2 separate regions of the Gossypium raimondii genome follow, and region 2 is linked to region 1. Evidence: chromatin contacts called from public Hi-C data. All regions are on one chromosome and are shown on one strand. Each heading gives the region's core, a stretch centred on a gene start, on an enhancer-like site or on the middle of the called end of the contact. The rest is flanking DNA. Distances are from core to core; before and after follow the strand shown.

The links. A called contact is a pair of places that touch in the nucleus more often than the background predicts.
Region 2: a Hi-C map of leaf shows a contact between it and region 1, with 2.9 times the contacts expected there. The contact joins two enhancer-like sites. A contact is called at or near these places in 2 of 2 Hi-C or Micro-C datasets (both in leaf).

Annotation. Positions count from the first base shown.
Region 1 is chr7:11,429,020-11,434,702 of ASM2569854v1, reverse strand. It overlaps LOC105801526 (auxin transport protein BIG), which reads right to left. Exons shown (of 14, transcript XM_012632794.2): 12 at 4,937-5,683; 13 at 4,022-4,525; 14 at 3,011-3,933. The coding sequence ends at 3,142. It overlaps LOC128042390 (a long non-coding RNA gene), which reads left to right. Exons shown (of 3, transcript XR_008197721.1): 3 at 1,299-1,466. Among protein-coding and RNA genes, the nearest start is that of LOC128042390, 3.5 kb to the left of the region's middle. Within about 2 kb of position 3,537, the one cell type or tissue checked has open chromatin away from gene starts, as enhancers often do. A contact at or near this core is called in leaf, where this site is marked.
Region 2 is chr7:11,540,532-11,546,214 of ASM2569854v1, reverse strand. LOC105801476 reads left to right here. Exons shown (of 12, transcript XM_012632766.2): 11 at 389-1,213; 12 at 1,346-1,870. The coding sequence ends at 1,395. LOC105801503 (hypothetical protein) reads right to left here. Exons shown (of 8, transcript XM_012632784.2): 8 at 5,433-5,683. The coding sequence ends at 5,518. Among protein-coding and RNA genes, the nearest start is that of LOC105801503, 6.7 kb to the right of the region's middle. Within about 2 kb of position 2,349, the one cell type or tissue checked has open chromatin away from gene starts, as enhancers often do. A contact at or near this core is called in leaf, where this site is marked.

The DNA.
Region 1 (5,683 bases), core at 2,288-4,787:
TTTGATATTATTTGATATGTGTTGAGATTTATTTGAATATAAAATAAATGTTTGGCAAGATTCCAAAAAATGTTGTTAAATTGGGAAAGGTGGTAAGGGGTTGCAAAACACGGTTTTTGGTTGAACACTCGAAATAGGCCGGAGCATATTGCATATAAAGGGGTTGCTGTGTGCTGATTCCCCGATTCATTGGTGGTTGCTAAGTGTTGATTCCACCGTATTTTAAATGTGAAAGGGGGTTGCTAAGTGCTGATTCCCCCGAGGGGTTGCTAAGTGCTAATTCCCCTATTCATTGGTGGTTGCTAAGTGCTGATTCCACCGCATCTGAAATGTGAAGGGGGTTGCTAAGTGCTGATTCCCCCAAGGGGTTGCTGTGTGCTGATTCCCCGATTCATTGGTGGTTGCTAAGTGCGAAACTCACCGATAACGGTTAACATTTCGAGTGTTCAACGAGTAAATTGGGAAGGTGAATATTCATATATGTGGTGGACAAGTTTATGGAAGGAATATTGGGTTTGATACTTAATCAACCCATATATAGAAGGAATATTGGGTTTGATACTTAATCAACCCATGTATAAGATGGGAGGAAAATCAAAAATACAAAAAGAGACAATTTGAATGCAAAACTGTTTTGAATGGCAGCAGTTGGGCAACTATAAAAAATCACCATAAATGGTGGAAAATGAATTAGAGGTTAAATAATATATGAAATTGAATCTGAATGAGTCTATTTTCATATGAAAGAAATATAGCAAGCAAAAGAGTTGTATTTTTTGAGATATTTGAATTTTACTGAGACAGGTGTTCCAACTTTGGAAAATCACCAAAAATTCTAAAAAATAATTATGGCTTGAAATCTAAATTCCTGGATTCATTTTTGAGTCTATTTTTCATAGAAACAAACGAGAACATTTTTTGAAACTTTTACAGAGAGTTATGTGAATATTTGTAAGGGTAGGTCAGGACTGTCAGGCAGTGAAACAGGGGAAGATTTAAAGAATAAACTGTACTAATTTGCTTGACCAAAAATTCTGAAAATTTTATGATAGAAATATATATGGGTCTAGTTTCAGGGAAAATTTACGGAATTCAATTTTGAGCCCTGTAGCTCCAGATAAAAATAAATTAGTGGTCATGACGCAGAAAACCAGCTTGCTGGAAATTACACAAACAATGAAATTTATTTATGAATAAATTTATACTATGGTGTAGTCATGTGAGAAATTTATTTATTTGTCATATGTTTACTTACTAAGCTATATGCTTACTCGTTTTTATTTTTCCCTTGATTATAGTGATTTCCATCAACTCGGAATTGGGACGGAGTCAGACAATCATCTACACTATCATCCACGTTTGGATATTTTGCTACTAGTATTCCGGAAATTATGGCATGTATAGACGACTTATGTAATGGGGCGTCACCATGTAAATATATGTTATGGTTCGATTTAAAATGTAGTGTTTATTAATGGTTAAATTGTGTATGTTTATACAACTGAACTTGGTTGGAATTTTGAATTGTGTTTGAAAACTTGCAGGAGGTTTAAGCAAAAATAAACACAAATGCTGTCGAAATTTTTTTAAAAATTTAGTAACACCTCATACTCTGTTCCGATCAGGAATGCGGGTAAGGGGTGTTACAATTGATCCATGCAATTTGTGTTATCTCTTCTCTTCTAACATATGAGTATTGAAAAAACAAATGTGTGAGAATTGAGAAATAAATTTTTTTTTCCATTTGTTATCTTTTCTGATATATGAGTATTGAGAAATACAAATGAAATGAAGATTAAACATTCTAATTGTTGTAAGCAACAAAAATATTACAAAACAATTTGTAATCAACAACCACATATTATATCCCATTTCAAGTCTTTCAAGTTTGTAAACAACAACATGAGCTGGTTAGCCATGTATACTAGCAGCCATGTATAACAACATAAGCAACAAAATACTAGCAGCATGTATAACAACATAAGCAACAATATACCAGCAACAACATTACAAAACATAAGCTGGTTTTCAATGCTAACAATAACAACATAAGCTGATTTTTAAGGTTTAAAAAACAACACAGTTACAAATACAAGCACCAAAAATCAAGTTTTTCTCTCCCTCCTCCTTGCATTCTCCAATGTCCTCACTTTTTTTACAAGACCCAACAACACAATTTGTGAACGGGACGTCAATGGTGGGTCAAACCAGCTGAAAAACCGACATGGTTTTCGAAATTCACTGCCAAATTTCTTACACCCAAAAAACCTCCTACCTAGGTTGTCATTGAACCAAGACGTGTTTAATTTGGCTAGGTTTCTATAATAGCACACCGGAATCACTTCAGGCATCTCCATTTTTCCTCTTCTCCTTCTTCTTCTTCTTCTTCTATTTAGTGTAGTGTTAATTTTTATTTGGAGCTCAATTGATTATTAAATCATTTTCAAGTAGCTTTTTTTGTTTTGTATCATAGTTAAAAGGAATCAAGTTGGTTGTTCTTAATAATTCTTTTTCTTAGTTTGGGTATATTGATCATGATTGAGATCAGCATCTCAACCTATTGAATCTACAGTTTTAAAATATGTATGACGACTGAATAAGTAGAGAGGAAATATATGGCTTTTTGCAACCAATTTGGGACGTTGCATGTTGCATGAACATGAAAAAAATTAATATTAACTAAAGGTAATTTCTTTTAGGCCAGAAAAGGACAAAATGGAAAAAAGAAAAGAATTCAAGAGCTTGAGAAGGGGAAAAAAAACAGAAAACCAGAGTCCTGTTTTATTATTTGAATTGGACATCTTTCTACACAAGGTATTTTGTTTAGACTTCTGTGGATTGCTGTTACCATTTTATCCTACTCGATTAGGAGCTTTAGAGAGAATGCCAGATTAGAAGCAAGAGAGATGTTTGATGGATGGTTATGGTCCCCAACCAAAGCAAAAATATTCCATCAATCATATCTTGTAGTTTATTGGTAGTAGTAGTATTATAATTATTTAAAGAGTAATTAATAAATTTTAGTTTTTTGCATTGAAGAATCATAGAAGAGCAAGTTTTACTTTTACATGGCAACCTTGACTTATTAGTTCCAAAAAGTCAAATTGAAGTGGTAACCGAATACAAGCATCAAAAGGAAACTCACATTTTTCCTGCAGCAATAGCAGCTTGCACAAAATCCTCACACCGGGAAAATCCACCCGATAAAACATCACCCAAGGCACCAATGATGTCGAAAGCCTCTTGCAAATCACTTGCAGAAGTCATGTCATCGAGCCATGAGAGCAACTCTTTGGAGAACCCTATCATTTCCTTCACATTCAACAACCTCTCTTTCATCACCACCTCCCAACCTTCCAACCCTTCTCCTTCAGTTCCGGTTGAGGTTCCTTCAGATTTGCCTTTGGTGGCTGCCAAACTTGACGATTTCTTAACCTTGAATATTTGCTGCAACTGCTCAATCAAGCCTGTATACACCAGCATGGGTCGAACAATTGACAGTAGCTCATCACCACCAGTTTCTGAGGTGGAGGTGGGACTTTTGCTGCTACTTGCTGATTCTATCTTAGCTGTTGACCGGCCATGAGTATGCTGCATGTAGGCATGATATATTCCACGTTGCAAGAAGTCACGTCGATGTTGCAACCATGACTCGTAGGACTCTGAAAGCAGTGAATTTACCATCATGAACTGAACGGTTTCCTCTGTTCCCAAAGGTTGAGTTCCACCGGTTGCAGACTTTGAATCTAATGTTGAAGAGGATATGTATGTTGCTACTGTCTTGGCCATGTTACGTCTCTGAGAGGGGCCTCCCTGTTCCAGAAGGTGACGAGCCATTTGGATCATGAAAGGCAAAAAGCGGGAGTTGCTTTCCCTTCCACCGCCCCTACACTCTGCACTGAATGATGCCCCTGTTGCAAATCGAGCTAGCATCTGCGCAGAAAATATGCAGATATATCAGGCACAAAATCTAAAAACAGAACACACAAGTTAATAACAAGCTTTAGATGGAAGAGCATACCAGAACAATATCATAAGTCAACAGCCGGAGCCGACTTCCATCAGCACGACCAAGAGCATTGAGGTTATCCCAGTATTGGTCGACATACCGGACATACTGTGCTAGTGGAACTGACGGACCTCTCACAGGAAATAAAGAATTGCAAAGTGATTCATTGTTCCTGAGAGTAGCACCCTCCCACTCTTTCTTTGGATTCTTCAGAGCAGCATCTGCTCTTTTAGCCTCTTGATGGCACTGGAAATGAATAATGTTAAAATAACTAACGGTAGTGTAAACACACTCTCCACGTGCACTTCCTGACGTGCCAACACCCAGGTTTACTCGCTTGCTATAAGAATAAACACCCAGCAAGTCAGTGGGTCTCAAACTATAGCCTTCTCGACACACCATGCATGCCAGCCCATCTTCCTCCTCCTCCACATCTTCCAAACCTTCCAGAAGAGGCCGAGCAACAACAATTCGCTCACCACCATCTGAAGCTAGCTCTTGTCGCATTCCAAGTCCCTATACAGTTGCCAAAAGAAAACACAATATAAAGAATCAGTTCAGCTTTTCTAGCCAAGATAAACAAATAAATGAAAAGAGGAGAGGAGAGGAGAGGAGAGGGAGAAAACTGGCATATGAATGCCTGTTCTATACCTCTACAAGCTCCATTAATTAACATTCAAAAGTTTCATCATTAGAAGTACATAGGCTTGCAACAAGAAGAAAACTTAATAAGATCCATGCTAAAGAAATACAACCATGCAATTGAAACTATTCACAACTACAATTTCGAAAACAAAAGAAATGGAAGTAAAAGCCTATGTAAAAAAAGAAGAAAACCAGCTACAAAATTGTACCATTGGCAAATTTCACTTTCCCGCAGCAGGTATGCAAGCACATATACAAGGAATTTAAACTCTATGAAGGTACCTGAAGCAACTCTTCCCTTTTCCTTAAAGCTCGCTGTCTCATTGCATCTCTAGTTGCATGCCGCAACCTACACACCTTTTCCCCCAAGAATCCATCTCCTTTGCCTTCCTTATCTGATAGAGTGTCCAGCAAATTTTCTGCCTTTGCCCCAATCTCATTTTCTCCAGACACACCTTCCAAAGCATGGAGTAAGGGCAAAATCCCACCTTCATCAATGCACCTCTGAGTGGCAAAGTGCCCCATTGATAAGCCTCTGAGCATTGACAATACATGTGGGACGGATGGCAGTTTCAAAGCTAATGCCCATTCTGAACTGGATTTAAAGCCAGCCTGCCCTGCAATTGCAAAACTCTCACCCAAATGTCTGACAGCTACACCTGTAATGCCCTTCTCGAGGATAATATCCTTCAATCTCTCCCCACAGGAACTAGTTTTTAGAGATTCTGAAACCAGAACAAAATTTTCAACCGTGAACCTCTGCTTGGCTGCTTGCTTAGCAATGCTTTCATCTTTAGGATTGTCTTGATGCTGTTTCTGCAATCGATCGAATTCTCCCCAGTCTTGCAAGTATGGGTTAAAATGCTGAATAAGTGCTTCCATAGCAGCAGGTTCACCATAAGTTAAGTAGGGTAAGATTCTTGCGACCATCTCGGTGTTCCTCTGTTGTTTGTTTGATTTCTTTTGCCCTGAAGGATGACACAGCCTCTCCAGGAACATAAGAACTATTTTCTTGGCTTGGTCTCCAGT
Region 2 (5,683 bases), core at 1,100-3,599, 110 kb before region 1:
CAAGTGAAAAAAGTAAGCAGAATGCTGACGATGGAAATAGTTAAATGCATAGTCCTTTCTTTTCTTTTTCTTAGGCTTGTGTTAATTGCAACCTTTTGCTACTTCCTTTTTCCTTTGAAAGCAAAATATAAAAGGAAGCCTTAGGCTACAAAAGCTAAAATATTTTCCACCAATTAATAAACATCAAAGTTCTATGGATAATATAAAAAGGAAGAATTCACACCTCTACGTAGCGTGAAATTTTGTTACATTTGAGCTTTTTGCTCTTTTTTAGATTTGGTCATCCTTTTGTCTATTTGCTTTTACTTTCTTAGCCATCTAAAACAGCAAGTAGTAAATAGTGAAATGTAAGTGGCAGATGTGGCTGATTCCTATCATTCTTTATCAGTGCTTGATAGGACAGTGCAAATTGAGAAGGAACTCTCTGCCCTTCAGTCCGAGTTGGATCGGATCTTCTACCTGTTGAAGATTGCTGATCCAACGGGGGAAGCTGCTAAGAAAAGGGATATGAAGGCACAAGTACCAGCACCTGACAGACCTAGACCTCCTGCGGCTGCTGTCCGGAAGCAGATTGCAAAGGAACCCAAAAAAATCAGTTCAGCTACAGAACCAGCAAATTCTCCTGTGCAGAAAGAGGGAGTTGCAGATGTCTCTATGGAATCAAGAAAGAAACCAGAAGAGAATGTTGTTAGTGATACATCCGAGGGGGAAAAGGCTATCTATACCGTTGCAAAGCCCCAATGGCTTGGTGCTGTTGAGAACAAGGAGATTAAAGAGTCAAATCAAGTAATAGTAGTAGATACACATAAAGTTGACGACTTTGTTGACTATAAAGATAGGAAGAAAGTACTTGGGAGTGCTGACAATCCACAGGTTAAAGAGCCATCAGGAATTGAAGCTACTGCCTCCGGTCTGATTATAAGAACACAGAAACAGGTTGAGAAGCCTGAAGCTGGTGATAAACCCTCTGATCAATCTACGACACCCTCTACGGGAGCTGAAGAAATTGCACAGAATGCTGTGGCACTGTTGCTGAAGCACACTAGAGGGTACCATGCAGACGAAGAGGAATTGAATGAAACCCCTGATATGTCGGCCAGAAATCAATCTAAGAAGAAAGAGAAAAAGCCAAAACGAGTGCTTGGTCCTGAAAAGCCTTCATTTCTTGATAGCAATCCAGATCCAGAGTACGAAACGTGGGTTCCTCCTGAAGGTACTTTGCTTAGTGTCAATGAATCGGAAATTTGGGTAGCATCCATAATGGGCAGTAATGAATGGATTGCAACTTAATTCCATTCATAAAAATTGCAGTGTCATTTTAATAATATTTTTATGTTCCTTGCAGGGCAATCCGGTGATGGGAGAACAACGTTGAATGATCGATATGGGTACTGACTCTCATGCTTGTCCTATAATGTTCGAGTTGGAGGTGCAACATTGTTGCTTGAGTCATTCATGGCATTGAAATTATGGTTGGCATTACCCAGCACCTCTGCATGTGGGATTCTGTTGACTTGAACGGGATGAATTTTGATGTCCATGGAAGAAGCTTGAGTCATTGGTGGGAACTCTTTATAGGGAAAATGAGTAGCAAAGAACCGAAATTGGAGCGACAGTTGGTACAAAAGAAAGGAGAGAAAATCACGTAAAAGTAGTATAAGTTTAATGTATGTACAGAAAGATGTAGCATGTGCCAACGTTGTCCAATAGAAAGTTCTGATATGCGTTTGTAGTTGAAATTCTGCCCTGAATAACCATGGCTCATTATTCTCCATCATCTCCTGCCAGCCTCACCAAACTACCTTCTTTCAGACTTGCCAATTTTCTAATGATATTGATATATTAATATAAATACCCAAATTTGTTATGATACTGGTATATCTATATAAATAGCCAATAGTTGTGGGTTTATTGATTTTTTTAAAAAATTTTATATACATTTATAGTTTATTTTATTTTTAAATAAAGTACGTATTATACGCAAATGAGTTATATATGTATACAAGTGTGCTTATATAAAAAAAGTAAAAAAAATTAATATTTACTATTAAGAAAGTTGTGAATTTTGAACATTAAATGAATAAATAAAAAATTATTGTATTGAATTTTGGTGCAAGACCTTTTGGCATTTAGTATTCAGAGTTGAATTTAGTGATTATATTTCATATTATAAATTATTCCCTCGAGCATGTGAATGATTTGATAAGCAAGCAGGTGTTGGGTGAGGAGTTATTTGCGGTAGAAGTTATGAATTGAATGAGCATTGTCCTTCAAAAGCTACCTTGCTTTGTCTGTTTGGAGTTGCATGAGCTGGAAATTTAGATTCCCGACTTCCAACACTAAATGGCCGCATAGTCATTATGATGATGTGAACATTTGGTAACACAGCGTAGCTCATGCTCTTTTCTTCACTCTAATCCCCATATCTCCAATTTTGCTCCCATTTACTTTTTCATCATGTTCTATGTTATATTAATTTCTAAAACTAAGATCAACAAATTGTAACTAAAAATTACAAATATATATATATATATTGACAGATTTGGAATATATCTTATACATTCTTAATTATAAAAACCGAACCCTGACCTCGAAGCCCACCTAAGTCCAAAATTTCAAGAACTTGGTTATCTATTAAAAATAGAGATATCCCTGCACTGCACTCCAATTCTGAAAAAATTACCTTCCTAAAACGAAGAGATGCAGCTTTGGGTTAAGAATGTTTTCGCATAAAAATCATTTTACCTAATCATAATTACAAAGTTAGTATTGAGAAAAACGAGGAAAAGCGAGTGAGAACTAAATTCTGTACTTACCCCGTCTTACCTTCTCTTCTTCTATATTTTACCCAAACTGCTCGGATTTTTAGGATTACAAATTACTAATGACTTGTCCTTTTAACATTATAAAAAATTATCTTTATCTTTTTTATTTAATTTTTCATCTTTTTTAGTTCTTAAAATTATATCTTTTACCAAATCACGTTAAAATAGATGGAAAAGTTAACTCTTGTTAATTTTGCTGACGTGACACACATGTGGATTGCACGTAGATGACATGTCAACATTTAATTAATTTCTTAAAATTTTAAAAAAATATTTTTATAATCTTTAATAATTTTAATGGATATTAATTTTTAAAAATAATTTTTTGAATTTTTTAGATTTTAAAAAATTAATTAAAACTTGATGTGTTATCTATCCACGTGAAAATCCAAATGTATGTAATATTTGTAAAGTCAAAAACGTTAACTTTTCCATTCATTTTAGATTGATTTGACAAAATACAAGTTTAAAGATTAAAAATAAAAATTAAATAAAGAGCTAAAACAACTTTCTTTCTTTTTATAAAATTGAAGGGCTAAATAAATAGTTATGCAGAAATTGCTACAATGGTAGAAAAATAACATAATAAAAGTTTCGATGGGGCACTTTCGAGGGTTTAAGATAAGACTAATAAGCATCACATGACACAATCTTAAATATCATTATTATTTTAATTAGTTATATCTAATTATAGATTGTATTCGTGTTTAAAAGTTATTATATTTAAGGTTAATATGTAAATTTGTCAAATTTACGCTATACTTTATTTTCATTGATATTTGCCATTGTTCTTATGAATTAGAGATAAATTTACCACTATACTTTTAACTCTATATTAAATTTTGTGATTTTTCTTTTATTTGATTGAATTTTGTGACTAGAGTTAATTTTTATTATTAAATTTTGCTATTCAATTTTAATTTTATTAATTTGAAGAAAAATTTAATAAGTTTACTTTAATATTTAACAATAATAAGTTAACTAATAGAATCTTAAATTTAAATAAAATGGTTATTTATAAAAATAAACTTCATTCTTTTCTTTTATGATATATGTATTTTTATTGTCGAAGTTTTTATTTTATTAAATAGATATTCTAATTTACTTTATTATTTTTAATATTTATAAGTTAAATTATTATTACTATTAAAATAAAATATTTGAAATAATTTTTCTTACCTTTTCAAATCATCAAAATGAATTTTAAATGATAAATTTTAATTTAAAAATCAAAGTTGGTAGCAAAATTTAATAAAATTCAAATTTTAGTGGTAAAATTCAATCACATAAAAATTGAATGACAAATTTACTCATAATTTAAAAATATAAAATATCAATGAAAACAAAATTTAATAACTAAATTTACAATTTAATTCTTATATTTAAGTCTACTAAGGGTGGTTTTGGATGGGTAGTGCATTACATGCAATTAATGTAAAAAGAGTGGTGGCGGTGAGATTAGATACTGTAGCGTGAGACAAAAAGTAAGTTAATCGCCCATCCAAAGCCACCCTAAATATTAATTCAACCCACATTAATATTATTAATAAATTGATGGGATTTGAAAAGGATTTTGATATATAATTTCCATTTTCATATGAGTTTATTTAATAAAGAGTTGGTGAGATTATGAACTATTAAAAAATATATTAAATACTTTATGTTAGGTTCTTATTTTTGGTGATTGACCAGAAAAAACCCTACCATTTAAGAATTCATTGGGCTGCTAACTATGAAACAATCATCTTTATCTTTTCCATCATTAAACCTTGAAAAAGAATGAGAGATTAGAGATGGAGGAGATTCTGGTGTAGAAATAGAGAAGAAGTCGATTCATCCTCTTAGGATTCCTATAGAATTTTATTATATAAGGTTGGACCCTAAGTCAAATTCCAAGTCAAGTCATTTAAATTATAAAATAGGAATAGCAACCATCTCTTATTTGCATATTAATTTTAATTTATGGGTGGTTGGATATTGATGAGAAGTTTGAAAGTTTATAGAAAAATAGGGCGCTTTATTGGCATGGAATATATAAATGGGTTTAGTGTGGGGAGAGAAAGGTACATTAAGGGGATAGAACTGCCACACTTATTTAGGTAAGTGGTGCAAAATCAAATATTTAGTAGCTATATGACACTTGAGTGGAAAGTGGGTGATTTCTTGGATCACCCCCCACATTATGCCATTTTTCTCCCCTTGGATCACTCCCCACCTCTATTTCCTCAACTCAAACCCCATTTTCTTATTTGCTGCTTCTAGGGATCCAATATGGAATTTCTTGGTGCATGAGTCATTTTTTGGATTTCTTTTCTTAATGGGAGATTAAGTTTGACCAATGTATTATTATTATTTTATTATTCACATTTATTTTTAATCATTTTATTCACTAATAATGGGATATAAAAAGTTGATGTATTCACACGTGCCTTTTAAAATAAAATTTTGTCAGGGACGAATCTGATGAGATAAAACGAACTGAGACAAAAAACCAATTGAGCTGGCTTTTATAATTTTTTTAAAAATTTTAATAATTTATTTACTTGAACCGCCGGATAAAAATCTCATTGATTTAATTTTCAATTCATTTAAAAGAAAAGAAAAATATAAATTGGGATTTGAATATTTCCATTATTTTGGAATTATGACTAATCATAAAATATGTATTTTAAGTACAGAGTGTAATTGAAGATCAACTCAAAGGTTCATCCAACAGTTGTACACATTCATGTGGATTAGAATAAAAATAATCTTCTTCTTTTGGTCTATCCGGAATGACCACCCGTTTCTTCGGGTTTCCCATTCTATCCGAATGTACTTCCTTCACGGTTTCTGAGAACTCGTCCCAGCTTAACGAC